Regions from separate parts of the Mus musculus genome. Here all the other regions are linked to region 2. A link is a contact called in public promoter capture Hi-C data. All regions are on one chromosome and are shown on one strand. The core of a region is the stretch at or near the end of the contact, and the rest is flanking DNA. Distances in the headings are between cores, read along the strand shown. Region 1 holds the start of Man1b1 (mannosidase, alpha, class 1B, member 1). Region 2 holds the start of Pmpca (peptidase (mitochondrial processing) alpha). Region 3 holds the start of Entpd8 (ectonucleoside triphosphate diphosphohydrolase 8). Region 4 holds the start of Anapc2 (anaphase promoting complex subunit 2). Region 5 holds the start of Ndor1 (NADPH dependent diflavin oxidoreductase 1). Region 6 holds the start of Uap1l1 (UDP-N-acteylglucosamine pyrophosphorylase 1-like 1). Region 7 holds the start of Brd3os (bromodomain containing 3, opposite strand).

Region 1 (2,967 bases), core at 142-2,641, 1.1 Mb before region 2:
ACAGGTGTTGCTTTGCTTTAATTATGAGAAGGGCAAGGTTACTTCATCATTGCTCTCTGTGGCTGACTTGGTTTTCCTCTTTCAACCCCTTCAAGACCTTCAATGTCGCTAGATTCTGAACTTGGACAAGGATTTGTCCCACAGTGGCTTATCATTCTTGCCTGGCTTGAATTGGAAGATTTTCAGCTCCAGATTTTGTTTTGGTCTAACAAACTCTTCCTATTTCTTCCCTCAAAGGTTTATTTTTTTTTTTAACGTAGAGCTCTAACTAGCCCTTTGGTATGCCAACTGCCACCTCATGGTCATAAGCAGTAGCAGAACGTGGGAATGTGTAGACCTGGCTTGAGTTGGCGTGAATAGCCAACAAGAACTCCGCCTTCATTTTGGAAGATATGCAGACCTCAAAGTCATTGCACCATCTGCCATGGTTCCGAAAACCTACATTTGAGAGCACTATTGTAATAGCGATCTGTGAGGACTTAAAAGTAGGGAAGGGGCCGGGTGTGGTGGCGAACGCCTTTAACCCCAGCACTCGGGAGGCAGAGGCAGGCGGATTTCTGAGTTTGAGGCCAGCCTGGTCTACAGAGTGAGTTCCAGGACAGCCAGGGCTATACAGAGAAACCCTGTCTCGAACCTCCCCCAACCCCACAAAAAAAAAAAAAAAAAAATGTAGGGAAGGGGCGCGGGATCAGGTAGGTCTTCTGTAGGAGATTCAAACTAAATGATCGCAACGTAGGGAACTCTCCAAATGCTCAGAAATACCACAAGTAAGTTGGGAAGCAGCAGTTTCACCCACCGGACAGTGGGCAGTTTTGTCGTTTTGCATGTTTTCCTCGAGGGAACCACGCGCACGGAAAAGTGAGGTCGTTTTAAACCCGTTGCCGAGTACGTAGGTAGGGCTAGGAGCGGAATGGTCGCAGAAAGGGTCGCTCCCAGGCCGGAGCGACTAGAAAGGCCAGGCCGCGGCCTCAGGGCGCAGAGCCACCCCAGGACTCAGCCTCAGCAGGGCCGTCCCTTCCTCCGGTCAGGAGTTTTGCGTTTCACCTCCAGGCGCGCCAGGGTGATGCCCGCTCCCCGAGATCGAGCGCAGGACTCCGGCAAGGGTGATAGTCCACAACTCAAGCCAGACGTAACTGCAACAAAGAACACTTCTCCAAACCGTAGTCAGTCCGCCCCCAACAGGGAGTCTGCAGGACGCCTGCAATGGAGCGGATGCGCGCGATTCAGCGACGTAAGGACGCGATGAAATAACGTCAACGGCACAGGGGCGGGTATCGTGACGCCAGTGACCCGCCAGGAAATACCAGCACAAGGGTGTACGCAGGCGCGGTGCTTAGACTAGGGTTCTGAGCTTGCGCAACGACCGATAAGACGCGGCGCGTGCGCACTGGTGTTTAGGGCGATGGGCGGGGTGTGGATGCCTTCGTTATGGCAGCCCGCGGTCTTTCTCAGTCTTGGGCTTCCTGACGCCTCCAGCAAGCGAGGTCTTTTGGGCCGGCTTCGCAGTTATGTACCCACCGCCGGCGCCGCCGCCGGCGCCTCACCGGGACTTCATCTCGGTGACGCTGAGCCTGGGCGAGAGCTACGACAACAGCAAGAGCCGGCGGCGGCGCTCATGCTGGAGGGTGAGGCGGGGTCCGGGCTGGGGAAGCCTTACCGAGGGAAGTACCTAGCTGGAGCGTTCGTGTCTCTTCCAGCGTCCAGAAGTTTCTGTGCTGCGTCTGGTTCTCGCAGCTTGGGTTTCGGTGTGGTTGCTTCCCCTGCCTAATGTCAGGTGCCCTGGGGATCCTGAGCTGAGGGGGCAATGAGCACAGCCCGTATGGTCCGACGATGCCTGAGCCAAGTCATGGGGATTTCAGGAGTTTTTCTCCAGTGCACGTGCAGCTGGACACATGGTGTACAGATCTTGTGCCATGTATGGGATGGTGTGCTCTGTCACCTCTAGCACTGTTCTGTCAATGTAAACTTTGCTGAGAGGGAACTTACCTGCCCTCAAGTAAGGACAAGCCTTACATAAGGGTCTCTCTGAATTGCTCTTTTAACCGAATCTGTGACAAGTGTCATTTTCCCGGCTCTTTCTTAGAAATGGAAGCAGCTTTCGAGGCTACAGCGGAATGTGATTCTCTTCGTCTTGGGCTTTCTGATTCTCTGTGGATTCCTGTACTCTCTTCATACGGCTGACCAGTGGAAAGGTATGAAATACCAGTGGTGCTCGAGCAGAGGAGATGCAGGCTGAGGTCAGATACAGTATTGCAATCCAGATAAAACAGTACCACAAGGCATGTGGTGACAGATTGGCAATAAATACAGCAGAGGGGAAAATGTGGAGCCCAGTATGACCAACTGGTGTACAGGTGACCCTGTAGGTCTTTGGGCCAACAGTGCTGTCCCTCCCCTCCCCATCAGTCTATAGCAGCAGATCAGCACTAATCACATGTCCCTACCACGTGGTACAGTGTGTTTGCCTGGGACCAGTGGATATCCTGAGAGGATCCTAGGATTCCTTCTGGGCTGCTTTAAGGTTGGAAACCCAAACATTGCTTCAGATTGCTCAAGTCAAGCTGCCTGTTTGGGCACTATTAAATTGATATGTTGCGGGGCTGAGGGGGTTGTTGTATGTTGTGTTTAAGGACACACTCTGCCAAATGCTTGAAAAAGAATTCAGCCTGGAAAAGACTGTGGTCTTCACACTTGGGAAATAGAGGTAGGAGGATCAGGAGTTGAGGCTAGCTTGGGCTACATAAAACCCTGCTCAAGCTGGGAGGTGGTGGCGCTTTTAATCCCAGCACTTGGGAGGGAGAAGCAGGTGACTCTGAGTTTGAGGTCAGCCTGGTTTACAAAGCCAGGGCTCCACAGACAAACTCTCTCCAAGATACAATGACACTAACAGCAGATTTGATTCCTCTGGGCCTTCTTGAGTTCAGTGCTTCTTGGAGGTTTCACTACCTGAAACAAATAGCACCTGTT
Region 2 (3,338 bases), core at 704-3,203:
CTACCAAAAGGGGGCCAAGCAGCTGTTCCACCCATACACAGTCTCTCTGTCAGCAGCCATATCTGTCCTGCTTTGCTCCCCACACTCAAGTGTCTGCCTCCAAAGCTGTAAGGTACAAGAGATGTCCTTTAAGGCAACCACTGACAGCTTCCCAGATGTACCTTTGGGTAAATTCGGCTGGTGGTCGTGTCTTCTTTTGACAGGCTGAGGTTCTTGGTTTTCAAAAACTCTTTGAAGGAGAATGGATTGGCTTCTTCAAGGTCTTCAAGTTTGTCACCTGAAAAAACGAACACCACAGAAGACTGTGAAAGGGCCCAACATCCTGTGTTACCATCACGTTTCAACTGTAACTCAAAGAACATTACAGAACATGAGAGCTGCCAAAGAGGTTAGAGAATATGCAGGCTCTCACCCTTTGGCCTCCTTGAGACAACCCTTGCCACTTTAAAAGAAACAAAAAATGCTGTGCCAAACAAAGGTCAAGTCCAGGGGTCCACCCACATTCAGGTAACTGATCTACCTCTGAGTCATATGCCCAGTTCCCCAGTAAAGCCTGTAGGTTGCTGAGGCTGACTTCACTCCACCCCCCTACACATACTACCCCCTGTGCGCACACACAAACACACAACACAGTGGGCTGAAGGCTACTGTAGGCGATTCAAAGCTGCTGAGATGCCACAGTGCATCTCAGGAACTGCTCTATGCCATCCCTTCCTCTGACCTTCTCTCCAACTACCCTAGTTGACCAGCCTCTACCTCCACACCTATCAGACTCAGTTGCTTATGTGGGTCTCATAACACCTACATCTTATGTCGCTTTTTTCTTTTTCTTGGTTTTTCAAGACAGGGTTTCTCTGTGTAGCCCTGGCTGTCCTGGAACTCACTCTGTAGACCAGGCTGACCTCGAACTCAGAAATCCGCCTACCTCTGCCTCCCAAGTGCTGGGATTAAAGGCGTGCGCCACCACTGCCCGGCTCCACTGCTCTTTTGGGCTCCAGGTATATACCCCTTAAACCCTGTCATCCTGAAAGCCCATGGCCAGACCCCTGCCAGGCACTGAGTCTAAGAGGGAAAGAAGACCCACTGAGCTACTCTACCTCCAAAGCGCGTCTCAGGGGCTCCCGAAGGACCTTGGTTAGTACATTTCCCCTTTCCATAGCCAAAACCTGCAAAAAGACATGGTCAGCTCACCGTGATCACAGCAAGCCTTATGACTGCAGCGTTTGTCCAGGGAGGTGAAGACCGCAGACGCCTGACTCCCACTGAGTCTGGGACTAGAAAGCTGTCTTCTGAGGCTGGATGCGGTAAACTACACATCCCTGCGCGCTCTAAGAGCAGCTGCAGGTGGAACGCAGACCCGCTAGGTCCAGCCCCTGGCCTTGCCCAAGCCGGTGGGCTTAAGTGGCCTCCGAGCTCCACCAGGCACTACCTTCCTGCCTTGAGGCGGGCGGGCGGGCTGTGGGGAGGGCTCCCCGCGCTGCCCAGCTCCGCACTGTGGCCGGCGCCCCGACCGACTCTCACCTGTGTCTCCTACCGAAGCCAGCACCGGGCTGGGCACATAGCACATAAACGTCGGCCGAAAGCCGAAGAGATGGGGGTGCAGGTCCCCGCCATGGGGGCGCTCACAGTCTAGCTGGGGGAGACAAGACCGGCGCTCATAGAACGCAGGAGCTGTAAGCGACAACGAGAGCGGCTTCACCGCGGGCCGCCGCCGCCCGCGCCCCCCGGCCCTGCCCCAGCCGCGCGCCGCTCACCGTCGGGAACCACAAGGCTCCGCGTCCGCGATAGAGGGGGCGCGCCCTGCCGCCGCGCGTAGCCCGACATCGCCGCGCCCTAACCCGGCCGCGGCCCCATGGCCCGCAAGGCAGTCGCCGGCCCCTGCCTCATCCGGCTCGGCGGGCCGGAAGCCAGCGCCGAACGCCGCGGGGCGGGGTCGGAAGCGGAAGTGACCGCAGAAGCGCGGCGGCGCGATGGCGACGGCAGTGTGGGCGGCTGCGCGGCTGCTTCGGGGATCTGCGGTGCTGTGCGCGCGGCCCAGGTGAGCCGAGGCCTGTCTCGGTGCGAGGAAGGGAGGACTCGGGGGAGTTGGTACCGGGGGGAACTGGAAGAGAAGAATGGGCCTCTGGATCAGAGCACAGGCGCCTTGGGCCTGGAGAAGGAGCTGGGGACTGGAACCTGGTTGGGAGTGGTCGGCAGAGTCCCTCGGCTGGAGCCTTTAGACCAAAGCGAAGCCCTGAGGGGCCGGGCTTGCCCAGGCCCATATGCACAGGAACTCGTTTCTCACGCAGCCTGCTGATCAGAGTGGACAGTGAAGCCCCAAAGACCGGGGTCGAAGAGATGGCTCAGTAGTTAGGCCTACTGACTGCTTCCCCTGGGTTTGGCTACCAGCGCCCATTTGGTGGCTCACAACCATCTATCTATAACTCCACTATCCAGGGGATCCAAAGCCCTCTTCTGACCTCCATGGACAACGGGCATGCCTGTGATGAACATACATCCGTGACATAAAATAAGACTAAATATTTTGCTGCTCTGCTGTAGGTTTGGATCTCCTGCACACAGACGGTTCAGCAGTGGTGCCACCTACCCCAACATCCCCCTCTCTTCTCCCTTGCCTGGAGTACCCAAGCCTATTTTTGCAACAGTTGATGGACAGGAAAAGTTTGAAACCAAAGTTACCACTCTGGACAATGGGCTTCGTGTGGCATCTCAAAATAAGTTTGGACAATTCTGTACCGTAGGAAGTAAGTTCTATTGGCCATTGTTTTGAAAACTTTCTGTTGATTAAATGTTTTGAATATTTGGCTTAACCTGTCCATTTTCTTTTTATTACCAGTTCTTATTAATTCAGGATCACGATATGAAGCGAAATATCTTAGTGGAATAGCTCATTTTTTGGAAAAATTGGCATTTTCGGTCAGTGTCTAATTTGTAATTTTTATAAGTTTTCAGTTTTCCTTTTTAAGAACTTGTATTAGTTAAGGATCTGAATATGAAGTTGGTGCTCACAAAAGACTTCTGACATGATTTTGTGTGTTTGAAAGCAAATGTACACTTAATGGATTTTGGGTTATTTACTTAAGCTTAATTATTTTTATAGTCCACTGCTCGATTTGACAGCAAAGACGAAATCCTGCTTACGCTGGAAAAACATGGTGGTATCTGTGACTGCCAGACCTCAAGGTATTTCATGTCCATCTGTCCTCCTCATCATGTCCTCCTCATCCTTGGTCAGAGTCTCTTAGAGTCTCTCTGAAAATCCACAGCATGCCTGATGTTGGGGACAGAAAGCATTCCATACTAGTTTCTTCTCTGACATCCTTTGACCTTTAATTGTC
Region 3 (3,116 bases), core at 174-2,673, 1.3 Mb before region 2:
GAACACTCTGGCTTTGACTAGTCCAGAAGGCAGCAACATTCACTGTGAGGTTGCTCTGAAGCAGAGCTAATTGTGCTGGCTAGTTTTTATGTCCATATGATACAAGCCAGAGTCATTTTGAGAGAGGAAACCTCAACTGAGAAAATGTCCCCACCAGACTGGCCTCTAGGCAAGCTTGTAGAACATTTTCTGGATTAATGATTGATGTGGAAGTGCCCAGCTCACTGTGGGCGGTGCCACCCTTGCACTGGTGACCCTGGGTTGTATAAGAAGGCAGGCCAAACAGGGAAGAAAGAGCAAGCCAGTAAGCAGCACTTCTCCACAGCCTCTGCATCAGCTCCTGCCTCCAAGTTCCTGTCCTGCTTGAGTTCTTGCCCTAACTTTCCTCAGTGATGAACTGTTACCTTGAAGTGTAAGCCAAACAAGCCCTTTCTTCCCCAAGTTATTTTTGGTTATGATGTTTTATCACAGCAATAGAAACCCTAAAAGAACACCATCTGTCTGTCTATCTGTCTATATCTATTATCTGTCTTCTATCTATCTATCTATCTATCTATCTATCTATCTATCTATCATCTCTATCATCTCTATCTCTATTTCCTATATATCTATTATCTATCTATCATATATTTATCTTGTCTCTATTATATATTATCTATCATCTGTCTATATCTATCTATTCATCTACCTATCTATCTACTATTTATCCATTTATCTACTATCATCCATCTGAGACTGAGTCTTTCACTGAACCCGAAGCTCTGCAGTTTAGCTAGACTGGTTAGCCAGGAAGATGTCGAAATTCACCAGCTTTTGCCCCCAACCCTGTCCACAACACTGGGATTACAGACATGGGCCACCATACCTAGCTTTTATGTCAGTGTCGTGCCTCTGAACTCAGGACCTCATGCTTGTATGGCAAGCTCTTTGCCCACTGAACTATCATCTCTCCAGCTCCATTTTCTCCATTTTTTTTTTTTTTTTGAGGCTAGGTCTCCCCTACAAGCTGGCTTTGTACTCATAGGATGACCTAAAACATCTGATCCTCCTGCCTCCTGAGTGCTAGGACTTCATCAGGTACCTCCACATCGATTTCCTATGGTGCCGCGGCTTGAACATAGGACTTCCTGCATGCTAGGTAAACAATTCTACCTATATTTAACCGAGCTTTATCCAGTACCTTATGTTTTAAAATCCCAACAGGTCTAAAGAAAAGTGACTTTCTCTGACTCACCTACATTTGCAGCTCTGCAGCTCTGCAGCACCCAGCCCTGTAGCCTCTGGACGCTCAGTCACTTGTTACTTGACTCCATCTGGCCTGGCCCAAGTAAGAAGGGCAGAGGACAAGGTCCACAGTAAGCGGGAGGGTGTCCCTAGTCCTGCCTTCTCTGTCATCCCCAGGTCAGTTCCAAAGTCCGTCCTGACAACTAGGGACGCTGCTCTTCCTCCCTCCACAGGAGCAAGATGTAAGCCTGGAATTAATGAGATAGAGTAAAATTAGTAGATGCCAGAGCAGCAGCTAGAGAGCAGCCTGCTCCTCCCACCACAGCCCCAGGTTCAAGTAGGTGGAGACGGGGTGTGGAGGACAGCAGGTGTGCAGGTCAGAAGCAGAACTTCCTCAAGCTATCCTTGAAAGTTGGCTCCCAGTGCAGGTGAGCGACCTCAGGGGCTGTCCTGGTCTGTGGGCTGGCTTTGGTAGGGGAGTGCCTTTCCTGGGTGAGTGAGGGGACTGCCTGTCCTGGGTGAGGGGAGCCTGCCTTGTGCTTTTTGTATAACAACCCAGTCTCAGGTATGACACCCCTGAGGTGCGGTCTGTGTTTTCTTAGTTACTACCTGTGACCCACTTGTCCCTGTGCTTTGGGGTGCTGGCTGGAGTTACAATTCAGTCTCTGGGCAGGTCATTTGTCCTTTTTCCTCCGTTTCCCTTACTTCAGATGAGCTAGTGCCCCATTTAGCCTGTCCCTAGGAGTCCTAACCTCTGTTTACCATTCTTGAAACACTGGGAGTATTTTCATTCTTGGGGGATATGCCATGAGATACCAAGTCACAGAATTTCGAAGTGCTTGGATTCTCAGGGAACACCCCGGCTTTGCCAAGTTCAGTAGGTAACAACAGCCACTGTGAGGTATGTTCTGAAGCAGAGCTGACCAGGAGCTGCCTAGTGGCTTCTCTGTACATTGGTAGGCTGGGTAGGTCAGGACTCGGAATCCCTGCTGGGCTCCAGAGGAGATACGGGTATAGATGTCTTGAGTACTGTGGAGAATAGCATTCCATGGTCAGCTGCCCAGGTTCATCCGGGGTCAGCTAAAATCTCTCAGATCTCCATTAGAGAAATCCAAGTTTAGGATTTCAAGAAAAATCAGATGTCTTTGTTAAGAAGAATAGAATGCTAGCTGGCCTCTTGAGGGGCCCACACCTGGCCCCTGGATTCCATGTAGCATGGTTCTGAGGCTCCCAGAAAGAAGTCCAGCACTGGGAGACTCTGAAGTCCTGAGTTCAGTCCAGACATGGGACTCTTCATGGGGAATCAAGAGAGCAAGGGTCCAGAGGGAGAGGAAGGGTGATGCCTACGTAGGAGGTCTAGATGGGGCTTCATTAGCCCTTGATAGTGGCACCAGAAATGTCCATCTTGGCTCCACTGGGCTGTACCCTCTGTACTGGCCCCCAGGCTCTGTGACAATACTGGGCTTGCCCAATAAGACTTTGGAAACTGTTCTTGGCCATTTTGTTTGTTTGTTTGTTTGTTTGTTTGTTTGTTTGTGGCTGTCCTGGCTACTGATCTAACCTAGGAGTCCCAGATTTGACATCTGAGGAAGGTTGGAACGTGTTAAGGCCCTTCCTCTAGAAGGCTGGAGTTGGAACAGCAGGAGTCTGAGTGTCCACTGCTGTCCACTTCACCCTTGCAGCTCAGACCCTCTCACCATGGGACTCTCCTGGAAGGAACGGGTCTTCATGGCTCTGTTGGGAGTTGCAGCAGCCTCTGGCCTCACCATGCTCGTCCTCATCCTGGTGAAGGCAATCAATGTTCTCTTGCCTGCAGACACCAAGGTTTGCTCAGGGACCTAACGAGGATGTTGGGCTGGGTGACCAGGATGTTGGCCTCAACACCTTTCTGG
Region 4 (2,910 bases), core at 6-2,505, 1.1 Mb before region 2:
AGCCCAAAGGGATTCAGGAGCTTCAGAGAGAGGCCCCTCATGGAGCTGCTCAGGGTCCCCACAGCACATGTGAGTACGGAGCTGGGAACACCTCTTCCATTGGACTGTCCTAGGGCTTTTCTTGTCTAGGCAGGTGGAGGTCAGAAATTGCCCCTCTGGGCACCAGAGATAAAAGACATCTGAGGCCACGAAGAACAAAGATGCTTTAGGACAGACATGTTGAGGACTAAGCAGCCATAGGCCACGGCTGAAACAGGCACTCGTCAGCTGTCCTTGCCTCCACTACTCTTCTGGTCTGAAGCTGTGGCTTTAGTCAGGTTCCCAGCTTCTCTTTTGAGTACACTAAGCAGAGTCTGAGAGCTCTCCAGGATCTGGGGCCAGAGAAATAAAAGGATGTTATTTCTCTGGTAGGAAGGTCCCATTGCCTCAGGCTCTAATAATGGAGGATGGAAATCTCAATTTGGTCATCTGTGCTGTAGCCAACTGGTTATGGAGTAAAACCATCCTCCCTTCTGCACCTGTCCCAGAGCTCTTCCACCCTGCAAAGCCAGGCTGGGTTAATTCAGGCCCACACCGTGTACTCTGTCCAATACACCAATGCTCACTTTTGGAACCCACAGACAGCCCACTGTTCCACCTACAGCCTCTGAACCACAATGGGCCCTACCTAGCCTCAGATGGTAGTAAGGCACTCACAACAGACATCTGAGAGCCCCACCTTGAGGTAGGCGGCCTCGGTTTCTGCGATGGTCCGGTCAAACTCGTTGCGAGAGGCGATCTTGCGCGCCAGGTTCTCGTTGACGCGGGCCAACTTCTCCGTGAGCTGCCTCACCTCATTCTGTAGCCGCTGCTTTTCGTCCTCCTCTTGCTGGATCTGCCGGCACAGCTCCTCTCGCTTCTGACACAACTCCTCGATGCCTAGGGTGGGTGGGAAGACAGAGCTGTGGGTGGGGACTCGTGAGCTTCCGACCCCAACCAGCAATGACAGAGGGGCAGGCCGCAGAGCGGGGCTCGTGAGGCATGTCCACGCAGCCTCCCGAGTGGGTCGGCCGGCCCCGGCCCGCGGCCTTCAGTGCCCGACGCTCACACTTGACCAACTCGTTGTTGTAGTTCTGCAGCGCCGCGCCCTGTTGGGTCATGGTCTGCACCGCGTCCGGAAGCCTCAACCGCCGCCTGCACAGCTAAGTCCGCACCTGCGCACTGCCCACAAAGCGCGCGGGCTGGTGAACGTCACGGCTGCGCCACAGGTCCGCGCTTGCGTCATCACCGTGCGCTCTACTGGGCGGGTCTGTTTTGTGGACAGTGATGGAGGCCGAGGGTGTGGCGGTGGCGGCGGCGGCGGCGGCGGCGGCGGCGGCGGCGACAATTATTGCCTCCGATGACTGCGACTCTAGGCCTGGACAGGAGCTCTTGGTTGCCTGGAATACTGTGAGCACCGGTCTGGTGCCGCCGGCCGCGCTGGGGCTGGTGAGGCCGGGGAAAGGTTGTCGGGCCTGTGCAGATTTCCCGCGACTTTGCATACTTTAGGGGGTCCACCCTTGGGGCCTCACAGCTCCGTGGCCTGCCTGTAGTGGGCTTGCCTCCTTCCTCAGCTACCTGATTTGTTTGGTTCCCTGGCAGCTCTTCGGTTGCTGGGTTTTTCCATGCCCCTCCTCTCCCTTTACCCCTATTCCGCCCCTCTGCTCACGGTTTTCCGTGCTCCAGGCGTCTTCCCGGACCAGCGGTGCAGTCCCACCAAAGGAGGAAGAGCTTCGTGCAGCGGTGGAGGTTCTGAGGGGACACGGTCTGCACTCTGTCCTGGAGGAGTGGTTCGTGGAAGTGCTGCAGAACGACCTTCAAGGCAATATTGCCACGGAGTTCTGGAATGCCATCGCTCTGCGAGAAAACTCTGTCGATGAGCCCCAGTGCCTTGGGCTGCTCCTGGATGCGTTCGGTCTGCTGGAAAGCCGCTTGGATCCCTATCTGCATAGCCTAGAACTCCTAGAGAAATGGACTCGTCTGGGCTTGCTGATGGGCGCTGGAGCTCAGGGGCTTCGGGAGAAAGTTCACACTATGTTGCGGGGAGTCCTGTTTTTTTCCACCCCTAGGACATTCCAGGAGATGGTCCAGCGCCTCTATGGTCGTTTCTTGAGAGTCTATATGCAGAGCAAGAGAAAAGGAGAAGGGGGCACAGACCCGGAACTAGAGGGTGAGCTAGATAGCCGGTATGCCCGCCGCAGGTACTACCGACTTTTGCAGAGTCCTCTGTGCGCAGGATGTGGCAGTGACAAGCAGCAGTGCTGGTGCCGGCAGGCACTGGAGCAGTTCAACCAGCTGAGCCAGGTCCTGTGAGTACTGCTTCCTAACCATGCTGCGGTTTCTCTGCAAGCTTCATTAGTCCTGAATTCAAAAGACCTCTCAATAGAGCTTATAGACTAACTGGCGATGTCTTTTTTGCCCATACTTGTAACCAGGGATTATTGTTCATCACGTTTATACTGTCCTGGACATAGGCATAGGGTGTGTGTGCAGTATCTTTATGGGGAGAGCCCTCCTAGGTAAGGGACAGATGTGTGTTGTGGGTTCTCCATGAGCGGGGATCTTTTCTAGGCATAGGCTCAGTCTGCTGGAGCGGGTTTGTGCTGAGGCCGTGACAACCACCCTGCATCAGGTGACCCGGGAAAGGATGGAAGACCGCTGCCGAGGAGAGTATGAGCGCTCTTTTTTGCGTGAGTTTCACAAGGTGAGAATCACCTCTCTGGTCTGTTTCTTGTTAAAGGCAAAAGTGGAGTTGTGGTAGACCTGATACCAAACAGTAGGCAAGTTGACCAGGAGTGGTGATGGTTGAGGTTATCCTGGTGCTGTCTATAGAAGCCAGTCCTGGATCCTGATGACAAGAACAAATCTCGTATGTACTAAATAGGTCGTGCA
Region 5 (3,220 bases), core at 79-2,578, 1.1 Mb before region 2:
CTGGGATTAAAGGCGTGCACAACCTCCCCCGGCTTTACTTTGGGTTCTTGTGCTGTGATTCTGCCCTCATCTTTTATATCCCTCTGATTACACACCCTGCTGAGTCTACCTTTTGGGCTCTCTGGAATATGCCTGATTTATTCAGCCTTGGGCCACCACCCAGCTCAAGGCACGTGTGCACCTCCTGCTTACGGGGATATATTTATTGCCTAGCATTATTCTTGCCATGTTCAGATAGGTGGTGGTCTTGCTACACTGACAGCATCACTGTGTCAATTCCATAGTCCCTATAGCTTTCATCTTAATAGGACATTTCACTGTAGCTATCCAGGATTTTTGAATGAACCTTTCTTCCTACCCCTTTTCTGTCAGCACAGTTCATGGCTGGGGAATCCTCAACTTTCTGCCCTTTACACAGGTTGCTTCTCACCACCATCTGCCCCTCCTTTTATTAATTTATTTTAGAGACAGGTTCTATGTAGCCCTGGCCAGCTCCATCTGCTCCTGCCTCCCAAGAGCTAGAATTAAAGGTGTGCTCCTTCCTTCCCAAGAGTTGTGTACGATTTCAGGACCCCCTTTACTCTCTGAACATCTGGCACTTTCCCTAGCACCAGGTGTGGTTTTAAGAGCTATTTCTCTCCTCGGATCTACAAAAAGAATCTCTCTCAAAGGCACCTCTCATACTCAACACGCGTTGAAGGGAAGCTATTTCTGTGCACGCTGGGACTCTTATACAGCAATGAAAACAGGATGAGGGTACACATTAGGCCAACCTTACCTTCATGTTGTCAGGAGGGTCTCCTTGGCCTGTGGTCGCACAAACAAATATCACCAGGGGCTCCCTAATGAGATTCGCCTCGAGGACAAGACACAAGTAGATGTAAGGTCTCTGGCAGCCTTGATCAGTGCCCTCCCTGCACCGCATCCCACCACCACCTTCACCTAGGGGAACAGAGTAAAAGTGTTTGGACACTTATTCCCACTGGCTACCAGGCTTTACTTTCTCAGGCCTCAACCTAGTGCCTCCCTTTCCCCTGAATCCGCTTGGGCCCAAAGGGCCTCACTCAAACGTCCTCCATCCGAGGGCGCGAAGTCCGGTGGAGGGTCTCCGCCGTAGCGCCCGAGCCTCACCACGGAGTAAGAGTCCAAAGCCTGCACGCGGCAACCTAGCCGCCGGCGCCGGGCCTCACGGCCCAGCCTCTCCGCCTCGTCCTGGGCTGTACCAGTCTGGCTGCCGAAAAGCACCAGGAGCTGTGGAACCTGCATTACTGCACACGCCGGCCAGAACCGCACACCTCACCAACTTCCCCCTTCCGCTGTCAACAGGAAATGACGCGTTTCAACTGCGCCAGCGGGGGGAGGGGCGGGGATAGCATCTGGACACCACGGGCTTCTGCTAGCCTCCGGTTCCGGGTCCGGGGTTGGGGTCCTCAGGGTCGCAGAGCCCCAGGGCCGGCGTCCAGGCCAGGTTGGGCTGCTTGCTGCCTCCCGTGTGCAGCGGCGGCAGCAGGCGGTCGCCAGGTCTGCGGTCGGAGACGTCACAGCCCGGTGCGGGGCACCGGTGGCCGGTGTTAAGCAGGCGCGATGTTATTCTCGCTGCGGGAGCTGGTGCAGTGGCTGGGCTTCGCCACCTTTGAGATATTCGTGCACCTGCTGGCCCTGTTGGTGTTCTCCGTACTGTTGGCACTGCGAGTGGATGGCTTGACTCCGGGCCTCTCCTGGTGGAACGTCTTTGTGCCCTTTTTCGCCGCCGACGGGCTCAGTACCTACTTCACCACCATCGTTTCCGTTCGACTCTTCCAAGATGGGGAGAAGCGACTGGCTGTGCTGCGCCTCTTCTGGGTTCTCACCGTCCTTAGCCTCAAGTTTGTCTTTGAGATGTTGCTGTGCCAGAAGCTAGTGGAGCAGACTCGAGAGCTCTGGTTCGGCCTGATCACGTCTCCGGTCTTCATTCTCCTGCAGCTGCTCATGATCCGGGCTTGTCGCGTCAACTAGCCTCTTGCAGTGGCTGGAAATGGAGCACTGCGCAGCTGGAGTTCTGGACCTCCCGGTCCTGACCCAACTTGGTGCCACACTGGTGGAGCTTTGGTCAGAAATCAGTGTTTGCTTGTGCCCAGTTTACTGTCCAGTTTTCTTTATATATAAGATCGTTTCCTCGAGCAAAGCTTAAAAGTGAAGTCTTGTTTATTAAAACTTATTTCCAGTTATTCATGCTCTGAATTGCCAGTCAATACTGAACTTTTCCAGCATTTGGAGACTGCATATAAGTAAAATATCCTGCTGGGCTCTGAGTATTTCCCATGGTGATGTGCCCCCTTTATAAATCAGCTTGTTCACTCAGCAGCACTGACCTCAGAGCATGTCCCTTCATCTGTCCAGGGCAGACTTATACGATTGATAAAGAGGGCTGGCATCCCTTTTCCTCTTTTCTGCCAAAGACTAGCCTTTTGTTCATTCCACCTCACAAAGACAAAGAGAAAGCAGACTGTTGAGAAAGGGCATGAATAGGGCCCTGTGTGGGTATCTGCCATCTGAGAAAAAATTCTGGTCTCAAGGCATTGCTTGATTTCCTGGCTCAACCGATTGCAGTTTTTTTTTTTTTTTTTTTTTTTTTTTTTTTTTTTTTTTTTTTTTTTTTTTAAAGATTTATTTATTTATTATATGTAAGTACACTGTAGCTGTCTTCAGACACTCCAGAAGAGGGCATCAGATTTTGTTACGGATGGATGTGAGCCACCATGCGGTTGCTGGGATTTGAACTCAGGACCTTCAGAAGAGCAGTCGGTGCTCTTAACCACTGAGCCATCACACCAGCCCCCGATTGCAGTTTCACGGACTTTCCCACCACCTTGTGGCAGGCGTCATTAATACACTTGAGACAGACAGACCTAGAAAAGGAAGCATAGACATTAGGAACGGGTGCTCACATGCTCATGGCGGTGGATACATTTACAGCTGAAATTTATTAGCTTACGGTCGGTCTTTGAGTTTATGTCAGTTGTGTGCCAAATGAGACCATTTGCTGATGGAAAAAAATGTTTCCTGAAATTAACAATATATATTTAAGCATCCCAATGTTTGCATCAGGTGAATGCTAAGACGCCCTTTGCCATGTGGTCATTAGTGCACCATGGCTAGAACACTTTGGGTGTTAGACTGTTTTCGGCAAATCCCTGTTTCTTGTTGTAGGAGATGAGTAACTTGCACTACTACCCACCCC
Region 6 (3,163 bases), core at 107-2,606, 1.0 Mb before region 2:
CTGTGGCCTGATCTCCTGCTCAGTTTAGTAAGTGCTGCAGGTGCACAAACCAAGAGCCTGTGACTCCAGACTGGCCAGAGCCACATGCCCAGGGCCACATAGCCTGCCTGAGTACATCTTACCTGGGAGTCAGGCCTCCTGATCCACAGCTGTACTCTGTGGCCCAGGTGGGGCAACCTGTTCCTATCCAAGGTGTGGGCCATACCTGGGGCCATGGCAACTTTGTCTTTCCGTTCCAGGATGGCCTTGCCCTCAAAGGTCACAGCAGGTAGCATGCGCTGCTCGAACAGCACTACGTTAGTGGGGTCCAGGTGGAAGAAGTCATGCTCCTTGAAGAACTTGATTGTGGGTCCCAGGGTAAACTCACTGGTCATGATGTACCTGTAAATGTCCTAGCAGTGAGCTGCTTCCAGGGGAGTCCAGCTCAATCTGGCAAGTCTAGAAGGGGTTCAGTAATGGCAAGTACTGGGCTCTGTCTAGGGCCGTGCTAAGATTGGGTCTAAGGTCTTGGTGTGGGGTAGGCCTGGGTCAATTTAGGGGTGGTCTTTTTGGGAGGCTGGCATGGAGGACACACCAGGGCACAGTGCAGTGGGTCCCCTGTCGCTGGTCAGCCAACTGTTGGACACGCCGGATCCGCTCTGCTTGCAGTTGATACAGGGTCTTCTGGCTGGGCAGCCCAACTTGATACATGCCCTTTGGGTATGTGACGCCCAGGCGAGTGCCCTGCCCACCCGCCAGCAGCAGGACAGCTACCTTGTTCAGAGAAATCTGTCGGAAACCTGGAGGAGAGGTGCATCGTGAGATAAGGCCTCTTTCACTTTGGAGAACCACAAGTGAGCACGACTTCGGGGGTTACTAGGCACAGGAGGAAGAAGTTGCAAGGCAAATAACTCTCCGCTGCACTTCCCGAGTCCGTGTCCTCCACTCCGCCCCCACTACCCCCACCGCCCATAGGCTCTAACTCTTCCGGCCTCAACGGGCCGGACCTGCCCAACCCCAGCCTGGCACGGCGCTGCCTACCTTCCTCTTCCCACCGCAGGCGTGTCTCTTGGTCACAGCGGATCGCGCTGCCCACGCGTTCTGGGGGCAGGGGCTGCAGGCGCGCAGCCAGGTCCGGCAGAGGACCCGGAGCTAGCGCGCCCGCAGCTGCGGCGCGCTGGCAGTGCTCACGCAGCGCGTCGGCCTCCAATGAGGCGAGCTCCGCTAGCAGTGCGGCTCGGGCTTCCGGAGCCAGGTCGGCATAGAAGCGCAGGAGATGGTCCTGGCCCGCACGCTGCAGCTGTGCGCGTACATCCCTCTCCGAGTCCATACTGCAACTGCAGCGGCCGCCTCAGCCTGTACTCGTGACTTTCTGACCAATGTCACGAGACCAGGCCGGGGGCTGAGATCCCAGGGGGGCGGGCCCAGGGTGCGGCACCTCCACCCAGGACCCCGCCCCTTTTTCCTCTTGGGCTGCTGTTCTGTCTTCTTTGGCTTCTCCCATCTTTAACCCTTTTAATACAGTTTCCCCTGCGCGTTTCCGGACTTGAATCCTAGGATCTGGCCTCCCAGCATTCAAGGTGTACGGTCCAGAGCAGGCCTTCCTAGTACCCCAAGGTCTAGTCATTTCTCTCCTAAGTAATTCCCACCACGTGAATAAAACTGTTCTGTCTGGGCTGGTGAGATGGCTCAGTGGGTAAGAGCACCTGACTGCTCTTCCGAAGGTCCAGAGTTCAAATCCCAGCAACCACATGGTGGCTCACAACCATCCGTAACGAGATCTGATTCCCTCTTCTGGAGTGTCTGAAGACAGCTACAGTGTACTTACATATAAATAAATAAATAAATCTTTAAAAAAAAAAAAAAAAAAAAAAACTGTTCTGTCCTTGCCCCGGGGAAGAAAGAAGTCTGAGGTATCTGCACTGGGCTGACCAGACATAACCCAGCCTCCTCCCTGTCCACAGCCAGAAGGGTTGTCTGCAGCAGACTTGTTGCAGAGCCATTGTTTGTGGCATGAATTCCGGAGTAATGGCACTTACGCTTTGAAGTAGCCTTAGCGTAACTTAGTCCCAAGACATACCTGACAAACCAGGAAGTCTCGAATGGCTGAGAATTGCTTAGATGATGGTTCCTTCAGACAACCCCTAGATCAGATAAAAAAGGTTTTGGTGTGTGGAAATTGACTTGCTAAAAGTGCCTTTTGTGAAACTGGGAAAAGTTACTTCTGGAAAAAGTGCTTCTGGGAAGCAGCTAGCCTCCAATCCCCGATAGGCTGATGACTGTCATGTGTCAGTGTCTCTCTTTCTTCTGACTAATCCTCTGAGCAACCCAGAAGCAAGACAGCGGCCTGGGAGCCTCTCTCCTTAGAAGCTGAGCCTGAGAGGAGTCGGCTTGACCCTGTAAGCATTCACCTAGAACCCCCACTGCTAGCCTGGGGGCAGCAGGCAGACCCAGGCTAGCTTCAACCTGCACCCACCTCCCCTCACCTGCCTACCTTTAGGAACTCAGTTGTTCCAGACTGGCTCTGCATCCCCTTACTGCTTTAGTTTGCTTTTTCATAAAACCTCTTGTTTCTTTTTGTTGTTGTTGTTTTGTGTGTGTTGTTTTTTATTTTTGAGATGAGATTTCTCTGTGTAGTCCTGGCTGTCCTGAAACTCATTCTGTAGACCAGATGGGCCTCAAACTCAGAGATCTGCCTGCCTCTGCCTCCTAGTGTTGGGATTAAAGGTGAGCACCATCATCACCTGGTATAGATAAAACCTCTTGTAAAAAGTATAAAAGCAGGGCTAGAAAGACGGTTTAGTGGTTAAGAGCACTGCCTACCCTTCCTCACAACCATCTGTAATGGGATTCAATGTCCTCTTCTGGTGTGTCTGAAGTGTATTTACACATAAAATAAGTAAGTCTTAAAAAAATTTACGCCGGGCGTGGTGGCGCACGCCTTTAATCCCAGCACTCGGGAGGCAGAGGCAGGAGGATTTCTGAGTTCGAGGCCAGCCTGGTCTACAAAGTGAGTTCCAGGACAGCCAGAGCTAGACAGAGAAACCCTGTCTCGAAAAACCAAAAAAAAAAAAAAAAAAATTTACAAAAGCCATTTCTAAAAGTTTGAAGGTAAAGTGTATGGTGGCAAAGGTCTTTAATCCCGGCACTAGGGAGGCATAGGCAAGTGGATCTTTGAGTTGCA
Region 7 (2,897 bases), core at 275-2,774, 1.1 Mb after region 2:
AGATAAGGTCTTGCTAGGTAGCCTTGGTTGATCTGAAACTCATTGACTAGACTAAGCTGGCCTCAAACTCAGAGATCTGCCTGCCTCTGCCTCGAAAATTCCTGCCACCACCATCCCACCCTGCTCCTTTTCCAACACCCACTGATGTCAATATTCTTAACTGGCATCGGACTAAAGTGTGAAAATAGAACTTATGCAGAAAAATGATGGACACGGGGTCACAGTGTTTGGTCGGGTGTAATAGGAGTGTATGCTGAATTTTCCTGGGGCTTTAGGACAATTCAAATGAGCAGTATGTGGAATGGCGGAATTTCGCAGCTACTTTTGAAATGATGCATCCCACACCACATTAAATAAATTGAAAACAAATGTGCCCATCATCTGAGTGGGATGTCAATAATAACAGCAATAGGTCTGAGAAGGAAACTGCACAAAGAAAATAAGGACTGAAGACAAAGCTTAGCCTTAGAGCACTTGCCTAACATGCCCAAGGCCGTGGCGTCAAACTCCAGACCACAAAAGCTCCAACCCAAACATAAAATTAATCCCAGCACTGTGGGAAGCAGAGGCAGGTGGATTTCTGAGTTCGAGGCCAGCCTGGTCTACAAAGTGAGTTCCAGGGCAGCCAGGGCTATACAGAGAAACTCTGTCTCGAAAAAACAAAAAAAGAAAGAAAGAAAGAGAGAGACGGAGGGAGGGAGGGAGGGAGGGAGGGAGGGAGGGAGGGAGAGAGAGAGAGAGAGAGAGAGAGAGAGAGAGAGAGAGAGAGAGAGAGAAAGAAAGAAAGAAAGAAAGAAAGAAAGAAAGAAAGAAAGAAAGAAAGAAAGAAAGAAAGAAAGAAAGAAAACCTCAGAAACCATGTTAGGATCGAGAACTGGGAAGGTGCCTAATGCTAACTCCTAATCCCTCTTCAGCATCTCCTCCAGGTTTCCTAGCCGCTCCTCACCCTCCATGCTCCTCCTTACAATGCCCCCAAGCTCTTCTCCCCAGCTCTTAGCCCCATCTCCCTCCCAGTCCTGACTCCAGAGTGTCTTCCCCAGGCTCCTTTTCTATCCTGGCTTCTCCCTTTGTGTTTACCACCCCCTCCACTCTGCAATGCCCACTCTGCTTCCCCCAAACGCCTCTTCTTCCTCTGCCTCTTCAGGCTCCTCCTCTCAATCCTCATCCTCTCCTCCCTAGCTCTGTCTTCTCCTAGCATTCCTTTCATGCTCCCCCCTCCAGAGCCTCCCCATCTCCTAGATTCTTCCCCCACTACACACTCCCAAATTTCTCGGGATCCTCCTCTCTCTCCACTCTCTCCTTATCCTGGATCTCGCTCTGCCTCTTTCTCCGGCTCCTCCTCTCTTCAAGCTCCTCCCCTCTCCCTTTTCTCTGGATCTCCTCCTCCCCCTATTCTCTCCGCCCCCTAACCTAAGTTCTCTCCAAGCTCCCCCTCCCACTCCAGTCCTTCCCCTTTCCTTCCCCACCGCCCTCTGGACGCTCCTCCTCTCCCTCTAGGTCTTTGGCCCCGCCCACAGAATGATCGATGTGTCCGTCTGCAGGCTGGTCCTCGGTGCTCGGCTCGCCACGCCTGCGACGCTGCCATGGAGACGTAGCCGCGGCCTCCTGGCTCTGCCCGGGACCTGGATCCCTTGCGTCAGCAGGCCCACGCGTGTCCGCGAGCGCCGGTGGCAAAGTCTGCTTCGCTGGAGCATCCGGGCAAGCGGTGACTTTGCTGGCCGCTGGGGCGTAGGGCTCGCATCCTTCCTCCTTCCAGTAGCTCTCTACTCCATAGCTGAGGACCGCTTCTCTCACCAGCGGAGAGGAGACCCTGGGACCGCCAACCGTCTGTGGGTTATTAAGGGACCTGCGATTGTCCATCCGCCTCATCCTTCCGCTCAGCTCAGCTCAGCAAGCTGCATCCGTGAGTAACCTCGCTTGAACACTCTGGCCCATAGAGGCTGCTCCTGGTGGTGAGGCCCATGCTGGGCCTGTCCCCGACTCCCCTCCCCTTCCGACAGTTTCTTCCCTTTGTAGTGTCACCCTTGGTAAGAGTGGAAGACTGGCTAGAAGAAAGGACCTGAACCAACGCTTAGTCCACATCCCCATTGTGTTTTGAGCGGGGTGGACAGGCCAGCCCCTGCTGCAGACACCCTGGATACATCTCTTTGAGCTCAGCAGTATTGCAGCGGCAGTGGACACCTGATAAGCTTCCCAGGAGTGGTGTGGAGTCACTGTCAACACTAGAGCACTTTGTCTGGAATGGCTCTCACGTGGCTCCTGAATGGTCAGAGATGTGTCTTGGATTCTCCTGCCCTCCTGAGGATCTTGCCTATGGAAGGTCTAAGTTACCTACTTTCACTATTAAGTTGAACAAGGACTCCCAAACCCAACAGCCATCAAGGTTGTTGGCCAACTAGTTACAAAGCACAGCAGCCGGCTGTTCCTGGCCTAGGAGGAAAGCCAGGTGTGCAGGACGCTGGGCCTGTGGGATGAGTGGGCGAGTCCCGCTGGCAGAAAAGGCCCTGTCAGAATCCTATGCCCGCCTCCGGTACAGGGATACGTCCTTGCTCATTTGGCAACAAGAGCAGCAGAAGTTGGAGTCTGTACCACCTAGTACATACCTGAGCAGAAGCCGCAGCATGTGGTACTCCCAGTATGGAAATGAGGCCATCTTAGTTCGAGACAAAAACCAGCTTGGGGTCTCTAGGGACACTGGCCAGTCTAAGTTTTGCTCAATCATGTAATTCCAGGGAGAAGACCCTTGATGGCCATGAAGATCAAGCCGTGGTATAAAAACGCAACACCCAAGAATGTCATCCAACACTTTATTAGGGGCACAACAGGTACCTAGATGCTCCTCTCACTGCCCAAGCCCAGGAAATGCTTCCAAACAAAAGGGAAGCAAGAGAGACACA

The links. Promoter capture Hi-C pulls out the DNA fragments that hold promoters and counts their contacts.
Region 1: a promoter capture Hi-C map of liver shows a contact between it and region 2, with 4 times the contacts expected there. The contact joins the promoter of Man1b1 here to the promoter of Pmpca in region 2. A contact is called at or near these places in 6 of 39 promoter capture datasets (the C10 cell line, the SN4741 cell line, hippocampal neurons and 2 more), 1 of 115 datasets of contacts at active chromatin or transcription factors (microglia) and 2 of 9 other capture datasets (liver and macrophages).
Region 3: a promoter capture Hi-C map of liver shows a contact between it and region 2, with 2.2 times the contacts expected there. The contact joins the promoter of Entpd8 here to the promoter of Pmpca in region 2. A contact is called at or near these places in 1 of 39 promoter capture datasets (liver) and 1 of 9 other capture datasets (adipose tissue).
Region 4: a promoter capture Hi-C map of the C10 cell line shows a contact between it and region 2, with 4 times the contacts expected there. The contact joins the promoter of Anapc2 here to the promoter of Pmpca in region 2. A contact is called at or near these places in 2 of 39 promoter capture datasets (the C10 cell line and liver) and 2 of 115 datasets of contacts at active chromatin or transcription factors (large pre-B cells and pancreatic cancer cells).
Region 5: a promoter capture Hi-C map of liver shows a contact between it and region 2, with 2.2 times the contacts expected there. The contact joins the promoter of Ndor1 here to the promoter of Pmpca in region 2. A contact is called at or near these places in 4 of 39 promoter capture datasets (the SN4741 cell line, hippocampal neurons, liver and 1 more) and 2 of 115 datasets of contacts at active chromatin or transcription factors (large pre-B cells and pancreatic cancer cells).
Region 6: a promoter capture Hi-C map of hematopoietic stem and progenitor cells shows a contact between it and region 2, with 2.7 times the contacts expected there. The contact joins the promoter of Uap1l1 here to the promoter of Pmpca in region 2. A contact is called at or near these places in 7 of 39 promoter capture datasets (the HPC-7 cell line, the SN4741 cell line, embryonic stem cells and 3 more), 2 of 484 Hi-C or Micro-C datasets (both in embryonic stem cells) and 1 of 115 datasets of contacts at active chromatin or transcription factors (pancreatic cancer cells).
Region 7: a contact with region 2 is called in a promoter capture Hi-C map of liver, with 4 times the contacts expected there. The contact joins the promoter of Brd3os here to the promoter of Pmpca in region 2. A contact is called at or near these places in 9 of 39 promoter capture datasets (cranial neural crest, embryonic stem cells, frontonasal cranial neural crest and 5 more), 1 of 115 datasets of contacts at active chromatin or transcription factors (stem cell-derived neural progenitor cells) and 2 of 9 other capture datasets (adipose tissue and liver).

Annotation. Positions count from the first base shown.
Region 1 is chr2:25,331,352-25,334,318 of GRCm38.p6, forward strand. Man1b1 (mannosidase, alpha, class 1B, member 1) reads left to right here and starts at 1,392. Exons shown (of 13, transcript NM_001029983.2): 1 at 1,392-1,625; 2 at 2,084-2,192. The coding sequence starts at 1,509. It overlaps AA543186 (expressed sequence AA543186), which reads right to left and starts at 1,220. Exons shown (of 2, transcript NR_027448.1): 1 at 797-1,220.
Region 2 is chr2:26,387,395-26,390,732 of GRCm38.p6, forward strand. Pmpca (peptidase (mitochondrial processing) alpha) reads left to right here and starts at 1,954. Exons shown (of 13, transcript NM_173180.3): 1 at 1,954-2,038; 2 at 2,542-2,744; 3 at 2,837-2,916; 4 at 3,101-3,183. The coding sequence starts at 1,971. It overlaps Entr1 (endosome associated trafficking regulator 1), which reads right to left and starts at 1,922. Exons shown (of 10, transcript NM_026563.3): 1 at 1,755-1,922; 2 at 1,522-1,671; 3 at 1,098-1,166; 4 at 162-277. The coding sequence starts at 1,824.
Region 3 is chr2:25,078,900-25,082,015 of GRCm38.p6, forward strand. It overlaps Entpd8 (ectonucleoside triphosphate diphosphohydrolase 8), which reads left to right and starts at 1,424. Exons shown (of 10, transcript NM_028093.1): 1 at 1,424-1,652; 2 at 2,907-3,048. The coding sequence starts at 2,923.
Region 4 is chr2:25,271,211-25,274,120 of GRCm38.p6, forward strand. It overlaps Anapc2 (anaphase promoting complex subunit 2), which reads left to right and starts at 1,256. Exons shown (of 13, transcript NM_175300.4): 1 at 1,256-1,467; 2 at 1,705-2,327; 3 at 2,590-2,722. The coding sequence starts at 1,306. Ssna1 (SS nuclear autoantigen 1) reads right to left here and starts at 1,208. Exons shown (of 3, transcript NM_023464.2): 1 at 1,088-1,208; 2 at 719-918; 3 at 1-371. The coding sequence starts at 1,139. The coding sequence ends at 264.
Region 5 is chr2:25,254,086-25,257,305 of GRCm38.p6, forward strand. Ndor1 (NADPH dependent diflavin oxidoreductase 1) reads right to left here and starts at 1,329. Exons shown (of 14, transcript NM_001082476.2): 1 at 1,132-1,329; 2 at 779-856. The coding sequence starts at 1,266. Tmem203 (transmembrane protein 203) reads left to right here and starts at 1,354. Exons shown (of 1, transcript NM_177344.3): 1 at 1,354-2,267. The coding sequence starts at 1,585. The coding sequence ends at 1,995.
Region 6 is chr2:25,364,307-25,367,469 of GRCm38.p6, forward strand. It overlaps Uap1l1 (UDP-N-acteylglucosamine pyrophosphorylase 1-like 1), which reads right to left and starts at 1,357. Exons shown (of 9, transcript NM_001033293.3): 1 at 1,021-1,357; 2 at 575-779; 3 at 206-381. The coding sequence starts at 1,309.
Region 7 is chr2:27,440,912-27,443,808 of GRCm38.p6, forward strand. Brd3os (bromodomain containing 3, opposite strand) reads left to right here and starts at 1,525. Exons shown (of 2, transcript NM_001360791.1): 1 at 1,525-1,903; 2 at 2,017-2,897. The coding sequence starts at 2,472. The coding sequence ends at 2,726.